4 separate regions of the Mus musculus genome follow, and all the other regions are linked to region 4. The links are chromatin contacts, called in public HiChIP or PLAC-seq maps. All regions are on one chromosome and are shown on one strand. The core of a region is the stretch at or near the end of the contact, and the rest is flanking DNA. Distances in the headings are between cores, read along the strand shown. Region 1 has its middle 68 kb from the start of 4930401O12Rik. Region 2 has its middle 75 kb from the start of 4930401O12Rik. Region 3 overlaps G630018N14Rik (a long non-coding RNA gene). Region 4 holds the start of Foxf2 (forkhead box F2).

Evidence for each region. HiChIP or PLAC-seq counts read pairs in DNA pulled down with a chosen protein or histone mark.
Region 1: a FOXA1 HiChIP or PLAC-seq map of pancreatic cancer cells shows a contact between it and region 4. The contact joins the enhancer-like site here to the promoter of Foxf2 in region 4. A contact is called at or near these places in 3 of 39 promoter capture datasets (embryonic stem cells, hippocampal neurons and liver), 1 of 484 Hi-C or Micro-C datasets (palatal mesenchyme), 2 of 115 datasets of contacts at active chromatin or transcription factors (kidney and pancreatic cancer cells) and 1 of 9 other capture datasets (adipose tissue).
Region 2: a CTCF HiChIP or PLAC-seq map of the NIH/3T3 cell line shows a contact between it and region 4, with 8 read pairs. The contact joins the enhancer-like site here to the promoter of Foxf2 in region 4. A contact is called at or near these places in 1 of 39 promoter capture datasets (hippocampal neurons), 2 of 15 datasets of contacts at CTCF or cohesin (the NIH/3T3 cell line and large pre-B cells), 1 of 484 Hi-C or Micro-C datasets (bone marrow-derived macrophages), 8 of 115 datasets of contacts at active chromatin or transcription factors (bone marrow-derived macrophages, craniofacial prominence, embryonic forebrain and 4 more) and 2 of 9 other capture datasets (adipose tissue and liver).
Region 3: a contact with region 4 is called in an H3K27ac HiChIP or PLAC-seq map of the NIH/3T3 cell line, with 5 times the contacts expected there. The contact joins the enhancer-like site here to the promoter of Foxf2 in region 4. A contact is called at or near these places in 7 of 39 promoter capture datasets (the 3T3-L1 cell line, erythroid cells, hippocampal neurons and 3 more), 1 of 15 datasets of contacts at CTCF or cohesin (the NIH/3T3 cell line), 11 of 484 Hi-C or Micro-C datasets (the AML12 cell line, the G1E-ER4 cell line, the HL-1 cell line and 4 more), 7 of 115 datasets of contacts at active chromatin or transcription factors (the NIH/3T3 cell line, bone marrow-derived macrophages, craniofacial prominence and 3 more) and 3 of 9 other capture datasets (adipose tissue, embryonic stem cells and liver).

Annotation. Positions count from the first base shown.
Region 1 is chr13:31,307,815-31,310,720 of GRCm38.p6, forward strand. No RefSeq gene overlaps it. Among named protein-coding and RNA genes, the nearest start is that of 4930401O12Rik, 68 kb to the left of the region's middle. Within about 2 kb of position 1,272, at least 33 of the 459 cell types and tissues checked have an H3K27ac peak or open chromatin away from gene starts, as enhancers often do. A contact at or near this core is called in liver and pancreatic cancer cells, where this site is marked.
Region 2 is chr13:31,164,901-31,167,804 of GRCm38.p6, forward strand. No RefSeq gene overlaps it. Among named protein-coding and RNA genes, the nearest start is that of 4930401O12Rik, 75 kb to the right of the region's middle. Within about 2 kb of position 1,626, at least 21 of the 459 cell types and tissues checked have an H3K27ac peak or open chromatin away from gene starts, as enhancers often do. A contact at or near this core is called in the NIH/3T3 cell line, where this site is marked.
Region 3 is chr13:31,363,067-31,365,955 of GRCm38.p6, forward strand. The region is part of intron 6 of G630018N14Rik (a long non-coding RNA gene); the gene reads right to left. Among named protein-coding and RNA genes, the nearest start is that of G630018N14Rik, 45 kb to the right of the region's middle. Within about 2 kb of position 1,470, at least 6 of the 459 cell types and tissues checked have an H3K27ac peak or open chromatin away from gene starts, as enhancers often do. A contact at or near this core is called in neural stem cells, where this site is marked.
Region 4 is chr13:31,624,389-31,627,485 of GRCm38.p6, forward strand. Foxf2 (forkhead box F2) reads left to right here and starts at 1,428. Exons shown (of 2, transcript NM_010225.2): 1 at 1,428-2,868. The coding sequence starts at 1,692.

The sequences.
Region 1 (2,906 bases), core at 22-2,521, 320 kb before region 4:
CTCCATGTTGTGATTCTATCAAGGATCGGTATCTTAATTGAAAGCAATAGGAGGTGGAGCTTTGGCCACATACTTGAGTATTCTTAAACTAATGGGTCTATATAGGTCTCAGAGCCTGTATAATCCCAGTCCTGGAGCAACACTGGCAGAAAAGAGGCTAGTATGTGGCCTGCAAAGGCTCAAGCTTTTCCATTGAATGAGAATGCATGACCGCAAGACCTGCAGTCAAAAAGATATTCATGTTTTTTTTTTTCTGAAAACTTGGTTGTTTGAGAAATATGAATTATGTTGAGTATACATACCCATGATGATTTTGAATTAGTGGAGTTTTCCTTGTTCCCACGTGAGAAAATGGACCTTGGCAGGTTGGCCTTTGGTTTGGTTTCATAGTCTTGTTCTCGGGCCAGTCCACAGGCTAGGTGATGACATCACACTCTGATCAGTTCTTTCCTCTGGATCCTTGGCATTTGGTCTCTTACCAGGAAGCATTTATCTCTGCGGCATTTTCTTACCCATGCCACCCTGTAATCAGTGGTCCCAGCTGTGACTAGCCTGCTGCCTTCTCTGCAGCCTCTGTGGTGTGCAAGGAGGGAAAGAGTTTCCATCGCTCAGACTTTGGTTAGTTCCTGTCTCTTTTTTTTTTTCTCCATATAATTACCTGGAGACATGTCATGTGTGTTCCAGTGATGAGTTGTGGCATGCAACTTGTATAGGGAAGAATACTGGGAACATGGAAGTGGCAGACAGAAAGTCCTAACCTAAATCATTACAAAGTTTACACTAACCTGCTTGCTAAACAACAGAGAGCCGCTGAGTGCGCTGTTTGTTCTCTGAACACCACGACTCCCATTCCTAATGTCATACAGAACTACCTCCTATCGCTTGCCTTGAATGTGACTAGAACCTTAGTGAACGTATTAACCCCTATTGAGAACTATCAAGCAGCAGACATAGAGAATGCCATGGATAAATCAGCAGTGAGTTTCCCTCCCTCTACTGATGCCATCCTGGGATGAAACAGCAACTGTTTCCAAGGGTGATTCCCAAAGGGACAAGCCATGCTCTGCAGGAATGAGGAGACTCCAGCCTTAGCAGCTCCAGGTGTTTCCTTGGCTGCCTTGGAATCCTGTGAAAGTAAAGTCCTCTGCTGCTCTGAGCTAAATGCTGAGTGTTCCCAGGAGACAAGTGATTTGCTGCCTTGCTTAGAACTGCAGTTGGATGACCCTGCCATTGTTGGGTCTTAGGTCCTGGGCCAGCCTGTGACACTTCTCTAGAATACACAATATGTCTGTTCGCTCTGCAGTTCCCATGCCTGGCTCCTGAGCAGTACAGTCACCTGCACCCCAAACCTCCCTACCACGAGTGCCAGGTGGCCTCGTGACAGCGAAGAGGAGGTACAGGTGCATTGTTAGCATATTTTCCAGAACAATTACTTTTATCAGCCTGGCTTTCTTGTCACAGAATGCAGTCCTTGGCAGGAAGTCACAGGTCTGTTGATTTTACAAGTAAGATAAACAAACCTCCCTTGACACACAGGACAGCGGAATCTGTGATTTCCCTCCACCCACACGGAGCAGGGCAGTTGAAGTCCAGTGGAGCAAAGGGTTGGGTTTTAAATATATGAAGCAAAAGTCAGGCTTTGCTTTCTGACAAGATGCCCCTTTGTAACCAGGAAGGAGTGGGCCCCATCTGCCTCACCTAGGGGGAACTCAAGCCAGGGAGAAAGATACTCAGAGAAAGGGTTGGCCCACTGCCCAGGAACACACTTGGACCTTGAATGGTCTGTTTCAAATGGGTCCCATCTCCTGCGTGAAGTGATTATCTGTGAACCTGAGAAACAAACAGAAGCGCTTTTCTAACTGTGCAATTGATCATGGAAAACTAAGCTTAGATAAATTAGTATCATTTGAAGCCTGTTTAATGAAAATTACAAGCAGCCCTCTCTTGCTCCCAGATGAAAACTAGGGCTGTCTCCCTGTTTGTTGGTCATTGATAACAGAAAATCCCACCAATGCCTTAAGATACAAAAGCAATGCCCAAGCAGGATAGTGTGCACAGGGCAGATGGCACCAGAATAGTGTATCCCTCATGACCCAGCTTGGCCTTTGGCAGTGTCCCATGATAGCAAGACCTGTGTCTTGTTTCTTTTCTAGCTCTCTGTTCTGTTTGTCAGGCTCTAGGTTTTGCTTCGTTCCAGGGACAGCAGGAAGGAAGAGATGTAAGGAAAGAGTGACTGATACCTGCCTGGTGCTGTCATAAAACAATTCCAGGGACCACAGACCTGATGGAGTTGATTCTTCTGTGGGCATTTTCATGCATTTAATGGGAGTGAAAATAACAGTTTGAAGGCCATGAAGGTTTGCTTGTAATTCCCAAAATGAAAATAGCACATTTTTCTCAGAATAATTCCAATCTTTAATAATTTGGATGGCTCTTACAGCAGAAAAACTAGTCAGTAGGTAACAAGCATGCCACAGCGTTACATGGAGGAAGAACAAAACAGAGTTTGTGCTCCACCTCTGTGGTGTGTACCAGCCCTGCTCTTCTTCACCTCATGGTTACTTTTGCTTCTCTCTCTGTGGGTGCTGGCTCCTCAGGCCTCTGAGCCTGGGCCTCATGGAGAGAGTGAGCCTCACCTCCTTCCTTCATGGGTGGAGAAGATCAAACCCAAAGCAACTGGTAACATCCTCATTTCTCCCAAAGGAAAGGCGTCTCCCTCAGTGTCACACCCTAGAGCACAAGTTCTTTTATGCCAGGGGGGAAAATCAGCCCAACTATGAAAATGGAAGAATATTACAAGATTTGAGGGAAATTAGGAGACTCCTCGAAGTACGTGTCACATAGTCAGAGTCAACAAGAATGAATTCAAGGAGACTGTTTCTGACTGAGGAAAGAGAAAAGGGCTG
Region 2 (2,904 bases), core at 376-2,875, 460 kb before region 4:
TAAATTTGAGGATAAGCCTTTATGTAGAGAACTTATTAGAAGTGATGATGTTTAGGATGTGTCTGTCCTAATGTGACTGGTGTCTCTATAGGAAGAGAAAAGGATCCAGAAAGAGACACTATTGTACATGTGCGTGCAGGACGACCATGTGGGGGACCCAGGGAGAAGGTGCCATCTACAAGCCAAGGAGAGAGACATTAGGAGAATCCAGCCCTGACTGGGCTTTACCTTGGGTTTCCAGACATCAAAACGGAGTAAAATTTCTAATATTTAAAGCAGCAAGCCTGGCATTTTGTTAAGATTACTCTAGAAGACTGTCCCATGTAGATTTTCACAGTTGCAAAAATAGCATGTACTTTTTTTTTAAAGATTGATTTATTATTATACATAAGTACATTGTAGCTGTCTTCAGACCCACCAGAAGAGGGAGTCAGATCCCATTACAGGTGGTTTTGAGCTACCATATGGTTGCTGGGATTTGAACTCAGGACCTTTGGAAGAGCAGTCAGTGCTGTTACCCGCTGAGCCATCTCACCAGCCCACATGTACTTTTCCCTGTAATACCTTTACATTTTGAGTCCGTAGCTCCAATCAAGAACTATTTCAACTACCAATTGACTCTGTGGGCTGCTCTAATCAATAAAATGTTATTTGTGTGCCAATTCCAGTCTGAGCTATAAGAATGGTTTTCTTGCTCCCTTCGAGACCACCCCTGTAGGATAGGACAGGATAACTCACCCACTTCCCGCCTTAGTATGCACTTGACCCAGATTCTCAGCACAGCACAGCTCCATCCAGCCCAAACTGCTAACCAAATGCTTGTTGGAAGCCACAAACCTCTCATGACTTGTTCTTGTTATGCGCCCTGTGGATCTGATTTACTCAGTGAAGCAGGTGGGAGTCAAGTGGTGGCTGACAGGCCAGCTTGCACAGCTTGGCTTTGTGTTAACTGTGGATATCGAAAGCTCACGGCCCAACTGGCAGGTCAGGAAGTGGATACTGGGATATTCAAGATAAAACATTAAGAAATATTTACCTATGACTTTGCTTATTTTGAGCTCCTTTTTCATGATTTGACAGAAGATGGTTTGCTTCTTCTCCATACCTCTCCAAGCAGATGTGTCCTGTGACATCACCAGGAAGTGCTCTGCCAGGGCTGTGCTGGGACTACTTGTGTTCTGCCCACCTTGATCTTTCTGGGGCTGCCATGAAGAGCTTACATGGAGGAGAACATTCGTTATCCATGTGACCCTCTGAACTCTCATTTAGGAGGCTTGGGAGACTTCAGCCCACTAAAAAAGCAAGAACCAGTATCTCGGGCTCTGTGCTATTTGAAGACCATACCTTGGCTCTTACTGTCTGAGAGCACATGCTTTTTTTTGCATCAAGGCCAAACCACATCCCTTTCTGGGATGAATTTACAAACAGGCTCAGTAGAGGTTCTGATTTGTTGGAATGTGGCCAGAGAGTCCATTCCTTAGTTGGCTTCTGTGTTGTTTTCCTGAGACCTCTGAAGGCCTTGAGACCTCCCTCTGAGGCTGTTGCTCTCTTCTCTGGGATGCTGGAGAGGACTTCTAATGGGTACTCTGTGATGTGTAAAAAAGCCAAGCTGCGGGGAGGTTCTTTGTGGCAAAGGAGGCTTGCCGGCTCTGTGCCAGGTGCAATCACTGCCTCTCTCTGCTGTACAGCTATCATCTGTAAGGCATCTTGGACATTTTCTGAGACAGCAGTAAAGGAATCTGACTCAGATCATTAAAGTCCCGTGTGTGGGCGATCCGTTGGGGGGAGGGGCTGCCGCAGAGGATGTTTGACATGACTCTTGCCAGACACGGATACCCCAGACAAGCCCAGGGCAACGAATCAGATATTTCATTGTTTCAACAGTTACCAATAATCTATGCATTGTCTGCCTGCCTCCATCCATTCCTCCATCCATCCATTCTCATTTATACCTGTCACCTACCTAAAACTAAAATTAAAGGATAAACATACATGAAAACGCAAATGCACACACACACACACACAAACATGCAACATCTAACCTCCCTTTCTCTAAGTTCCCATTGTCTCAATAAAAAGGCATCAAGTATTTGTGATCCAGTCTCTAGCTTCCTGTGAGCATTCACTGGCATCATTTTATGAGGAGAGCATTGTGGTAAGACATGCAAATGTCACTGGCTTGAAAATGATAGGAAGTGAGGCCAGTAGTGACCATACTTTGTAGACAGATGCTCATTTTCCTCCTAAAGTACAGTGTCTTAATGCAGAACAGAACTTCTCTTCCTCCTTTGTATTCAAGCCTGGATACTGTCACGTGTTTGGTTAGGATCAAAAATTATCTCTTCTAGTAGAGACGATTTAATCTCAAAATGTCAAGCAACTTCAAATGTTCCTACTCAGATGTAAAGTGTGACTTGTTTTTAAAACATCTAGGAGAAACCTGGCAAGATTGTGCCTCTGCGTTTAGTAAATGTCTATTCACCAGGGGATCCCGAGCACACAAAGTGCATCCTCCCCCGTCAGCTGTTCTCACAGCCAGTGATGAGGATGTGCTTCCACACGTTGGGTCGCAGCTCTCTTCTGCTTCCATCATCTCTCACTAGGTCACAGATCTGGGTGCAGCTCATCAGTGATGGGCAGCAGCTGTGAGCATTGCTCTGCCAGTGGCCTCTCTTTGCACTGCACCCTGGCCTGTTGTCTTGTTTGTATTAGTCTCAGTCCCATTTAATTTCCCCTATGCCTTACTTACTGCTTGGGGTAGTTTGAATGAAAATGGCGCACATAAACGCATAGGGAGTGGCATTATTTGAAAGCATTAGGATGTTTGGCCTTGTTGGAGAAGGTGTGATCTTATTATAGGAAGTGTGGCACTGGGGGTGGGCTTTGAGGTTTCAGAAGCTCAAG
Region 3 (2,889 bases), core at 220-2,719, 260 kb before region 4:
AGACTCCACCCGCCACAGTTACCTGACTATAGCCAGGTATGCTCCTCCCCACAGTTACCTGGCAACAGCAAGGTAGCCCAGCCCACTATAAAAGGGGCTGCTTGGCCCCTCCTCTTTAAGTTCTCACCTTTCTTACTCTCATCTCTAGCCCTCCTCTCTCTCCCCTTTACCCCCTCTCTCCACATGGTCATGGCCAGCCTCTCTCTCTTTCTACCTTCTCTCTTTCTCCCTGCCTTTCTATAGTGAAGCTCTAAAACCATAGACTCTGCTCATCAATGCCCACCATACTTGAATGATGGGTTAGGCTTTCCCCTAAAGAGCCACATCTAACCTCCTGCCGGAAGGCCTTCTGCGCTCCAGCCACAGACCAGACCAAGGACTCTCACTCTCATGGGAACCACCCAGCACCCCTTCTCTCCCTACCCTGTTCTTCCTTCAGCCCCGGGACTGACCGAGCCACCCCCGGGACCCCATTTTGTTCTCAGCTCTTCTACAGTGGCCAGCAGTGTCTGAGATGCCGGAGACTGAGAACCTGTTATCTCTGGCCTCTGTGAGGCCCAGAGACCTAGGACTGCACCTTGTCCATCCCCTGAGGGCTGGGTCCGTAGCTTCCCACAGCCAGACACCCACCAGGGGCTGCATAGAAAGCACGCGGCAGTCCTCCGCATCTGCTCACCCAGAGCACCGGAACTCTAAAGGGATGCGGGCTTTCTCCCACTCCCTTTATTCTCCCACACCCGCTGCCCAGCAGGTTATCATGTCATATTTTGGAATATACATACAGTGTATGTCTGAATCCTCAAACATTGGTTATGTCATGTATAGTAGAAACACACCGCTGGCCACTGTGGAAGAGCTGAGAACAAAATGGGGATCTCGGGGGCGGCTCAGTCAGTCCCGAGGCTGAAGGGAGGAGAGGGCAGGAAGAGAAGGGGTGCTGGGTGGTTCCCACGAGGGTGAGAGTGCCTTGTGTTGTCTTCTTCTTCTATAGCACACAGGAACATAAATTTCCTCCTTTGTGAAAACAGTGACCAGTGATCAGCTTTTCCCCACCTCTGAGGATTTCCTAAGGACTTTGGGGTGCAGAGCTTATGGAGGCAAGGGTACCCAGAGCACAGGAGTGGTGGGCAGGGTTCAGCACTAAGGTTTCCTGTGTGTGGCTTTATCATATCACAGTAATTCTTCAGTAAGCTGAAGAGAAAGAGAGAAAGCCAAGAAACCATTTCAACACTCCCTTGTGTCTTATTTTTACTTCATAAATGGTGAAAGTTGGAAAGAACATTCTAGAAAAGGAAGCAGAACACAACAGTGGAAGGGAGGCAGGGGAGAGCAAGAAGTGTGTGAGGAACACCTTAACATCTCGAAGAGAGAAGATGGCTCAAACTCTCATCTCTTTTGGAGCTGATTACTCAAGGAGAAAGGCAAGCTCAGTAGAGATTCCTTCCAGGAAATCTACCCCACACAGGAGGCGCCATATATGGTTACTATGGTAACCACTGTAGTGAGGCGCTGGCATGTGGCTGGGCCTGTACTGTGTCTTCCACATCCTTCTTGGTTTCTCCAGAGACTGGAGGCAGCAGTTTGTGAGCATCGTTGAGACACAAGATCTTTAAGCTCTGACCTCAGGCCTAGTATGCCTGCCCTGGTATGCCTGCCCTGGTATGCCTGGACTCCAGAGCTCTGAAGAGTGAGCACTGTGACTCCCACTAAGATAGTAAGCCTCCACCTACATTTTAAGCTTATATGTGTGAAAATGGGGGGTATTGTAGAGGCTTCTTTTTTTAGGATTTCACAGAAGAGCCTTTGAAAATTCTGGACTGGCAAGGGGTGTCATTATCCTAGGAACAGAAGTCAGTCTCCACTCTCTCTCCTGTCTGCCTCCCCCTTTCTCCTGCTTCACTGATAAACAAATTGCCCTGTACCTGCTGGACACTCATCTGATGCTGTAAATCTGTTTTGCTGAGATGATGCCTGTGGTGGTTTGAATAAGAATGGCCCCTATAGATTCATGTATTTGAATGCTTAGGGAATAGCACTACTTGTTGGAGTAGTTGTGGCCTTATTGAAGAAAGTGTGTCACTAAGGCTTTGAAACCTCAAAGCCCAAGCCAGGCCTAGTGACTCTTTTTTCCTGCTGCCTGCACATCCAGATGTAGAACTCTCAGCTACCTCTCCAGCACTGTCTGTCTGTGTGATGCTATGTATTCTGACATGTCAACAATGGACTAAACCTCCAATACTGAAAGCCAGCCCCAACTAAATGCATTCCTTCCTAAGAGTTGCCTTGGTCATGGTATTTCTTCACAGCAATAGGACACTGACTAAGACAGCATCCTTTGTTAGATGAGGTACAGAGTCACAAAACTACAGCAGTGGTGGTGCACAGCTATGAACTAGGGCATATTCACAGTACATATTCTGCCACGAGCTCTCACTATGACACTCATTTTTCATGGATTGCTTCTGAAAGCCACTCACAAAGGCACCAGGTGATCACTCCTTTAGCCCCATTAACAAGTCCTGAAGGTAAAACCCAGAGCCAGTTTCCTCAAGTAACATTCTGGGGACATTTCGTGTCTGCCTGATTCTGACTGTGATGGCTAGTTTTTATGTCAACTTTAGAGTCATGTGAGGAGAGGAAATTTTAACTGAGATGATGCCTCCATATGATTGGCCTGTTGGAAAGTCTGTAGGGCATTTTCTTGTTTGATGACTAAGATAGCAGGTCCCAATCTACTGTGGCTGGTGCCACCTCTAGGCATATTTGTCTTGGGTGGTATAAGAAAGACAGGCCATGGAAAGCAAATGGGTAAGCCTTATCTTTCCACAGCCTCTGCACCAGCTTCTGCCCTTAGGTTCCTGTCCTGAATTCATGATTGAACATCCATGG
Region 4 (3,097 bases), core at 178-2,677:
ACAACACAAACCCAGTCCTCTCAGGGCTGGCGCAGTGCTGTGCCTACCATTTGCTACTCTGATGGGCATCTCCTTCCCTCTGGGCCAGGCCACCAGCCCTGGTGTGGTCAGGCCTCCTTCAGCTTGCAACTCGCTTTGCAGCCCCTGTCCGGGGTCAGACTACATTTCCCCGCACGTGTAATCCAATAACTAACTGTCGGGTCTCATTGGAATGATTTCTCCCGAGGGCCATCTCTCTCTGAGCCGACTCTTACTTAGAGGAATAAGCCACAACTGGAGGAGTGTTCTCGAATGGAGGGAGCTGGGCCACGGAACATAGGGAGTGGGGGGGGGGTGCACCGGAAGACAGACGCTGTAAACCCACTGGCAGCTGTGCAGACCTTCCTTGTTGATAATAAATACAACTATCTCCTTACTCAGGGTCTCTCTTGCTCTCTCTCAGCATGAAGTGGAAATGACAAGTCAGTGGAAAATGGAAGCAAATAAAAAACCGAATCCATTCGACTCAAAAGAGTGTCTAAGAGGTGGCCCCAGGTTTCTCCACCCAAACCCCTTGCTCAGCTGACAATCTGTTCATAACTGCCCCGGGCACAGCTCAAGGGCGTCCAGTGTTTGCCCTCTGCTGTGACCTCTCAGAAGCCTGCATGTCCAGCCAGAGAGAGAGAGAGAGAGAGAGAGAGAGAGAGAGAGAGAGAGAGAGAGACCCGGAGTTGGCACGTTACCTTGGGACGTCTGGCACCCTGGCGTGTGGCTGAGGGCAGCACTGCCTAAATGAAGTTGACAGATGGTGTCAGTTCGGGCACTGGGGACCGTGGCTAAGGAAGCTCTTCCAGGGCACAGTCTCCCCAAGACTCAGCCCCCACAGGGTCCGGCGGGGGTGGAGGAGGGGCAGGGTGTGTCCGGGCACGGATCGCTAGGTTGGGGGCACTTCTGGGATAGGATACGGGCTGCTGGAAGGAACAGAGAATGAATTGCTGAAGTTAGGAGTAATCGAGTCTGGCCAAGGTTGGGAGTTCTCCCTGCTGAATGCGGGTGTATCTGCGGCTTTGAAGAGGACAGACTGGGAAAGGGAAAGAGCCCCGAGAGGAATTAGTAGTGCCAGCAGGACCCCGGAGAGTCCGGGAGGCGATAAGAGCAGGAGCCCGCCGCCAGGTCCAGAGGGGGAGGAGTGACGCGAGCCCTGTGCGCCCTCCCCGTGGCGGGCGGCGCGGAGCAAGGAGGGGGCAGGGCGGGGTGGGGTGGAGGGAGGGAGCGAGGGAGGGAGGGAGCGAAGCTGCCGCGGGGAGGGCGCGCCAGGGAGGAAGTCCAAGAGACAGAGAGAAGAGCACTCCTGAAAGAAGACGACGGGCTAGTCCCCGGGGTCCGGGCTGAGGTCTTGGCTCGAGGGCGCAGCTGTCCAGCTCTGGGCAGCGTCGCCTCAGTGGCTTAGGAGACGGTTGCGCAAGGAGCCGGCCGGAGGCTCGGAAGAGGGATGCGCGGGGCGTTGCCTCCGACCCGCCGCCGCCGCCGCCGCCCGAAGCCCCAGAGGAGCTGAGGGAGGCGACGCCGAAGCGCTGGCCCGCAGTGGCCCGGGCTGCAGCGCGGCCGGCGCAGTAGGGCACTCGCCCGATTTGTGGACCGACCCGGCTCCGGCGCCGCCGATCCCGGTCCGGGGTCCGCCCCCCAGGCCCGGCCTCGTTCCCGATTCCCAGATGAGCACCGAGGGCGGGCCTCCGCCACCCCCGCCGCGCCCGCCGCCTGCCCCACTCCGCCGCGCGTGCAGCCCGGCGCCCGGCGCGCTCCAGGCCGCCTTGATGAGCCCGCCACCCGCCGCCACCCTGGAGTCCACTTCGTCGTCGTCATCATCATCCTCTGCCTCCTGTGCCTCGTCCTCTTCTAACTCCGTCAGCGCCTCGGCCGGTGCTTGCAAGAGTGCGGCTAGCAGCGGCGGCGCGGGCGCCGGGAGTGGAGGCACCAAGAAGGCAACCTCGGGGCTGCGGCGGCCGGAGAAGCCTCCTTACTCGTACATCGCGCTCATCGTCATGGCCATCCAGAGCTCGCCCAGCAAGCGCCTGACGCTCAGTGAGATCTACCAGTTCCTACAGGCGCGCTTCCCCTTTTTCCGTGGCGCCTACCAGGGCTGGAAGAACTCCGTGCGCCACAACCTCTCGCTCAACGAGTGCTTCATCAAGCTGCCCAAGGGCCTCGGGAGACCTGGTAAGGGCCACTACTGGACCATCGACCCGGCCAGCGAATTCATGTTTGAGGAGGGTTCGTTCCGCCGCCGGCCGCGCGGCTTCAGGCGGAAGTGCCAGGCTCTCAAACCCATGTACCATCGCGTGGTGAGCGGCTTGGGCTTCGGGGCCTCGCTGCTGCCCCAGGGCTTCGACTTCCAAGCGCCCCCGTCGGCGCCTCTGGGTTGCCACGGTCAAGGCGGTTATGGTGGCCTCGACATGATGCCCGCGGGCTATGATACAGGGGCGGGTGCTCCGGGCCACGCGCATCCACACCACCTCCACCACCACCACGTCCCCCACATGTCGCCCAACCCGGGCTCCACCTATATGGCCAGCTGCCCGGTGCCCGCAGGTCCTGCGGGCGTCGGTGCGGCAGCGGGTGGCGGCGGTGGCGGCGGGGACTATGGGCCGGACAGCAGCAGCAGCCCTGTGCCCTCATCCCCGGCTATGGCAAGCGCCATTGAGTGTCACTCGCCCTACACTAGCCCTGCGGCACATTGGAGCTCGCCTGGCGCTTCACCTTACCTCAAGCAGCCGCCTGCCCTGACGCCAAGCAGTAATCCCGCGGCCTCTGCTGGTCTGCACCCCAGCATGTCTTCCTACTCGTTGGAGCAGAGCTACTTGCACCAGAACGCCCGCGAGGATCTCTCAGGTAATAAAGAGCGCCAAGGCTGGCTGCAAGCGGAGCCTCTGAGAGCCTCTGAGGGCCAGGGCTACTGCACCCTTGGTCCTCAACGCTGGGGTCTTCAGAACTAGAATGCTGGGGGTGGGGTGGGGATTCGGTTCCCTATTCCTAAGTGAGAGAAGGGGATTTGATCTTGTACCCTTCTCTAATGCTCTGGGCCTGTTGGTGGGCCCCAGAATTCCCAAATTGGAGAAGG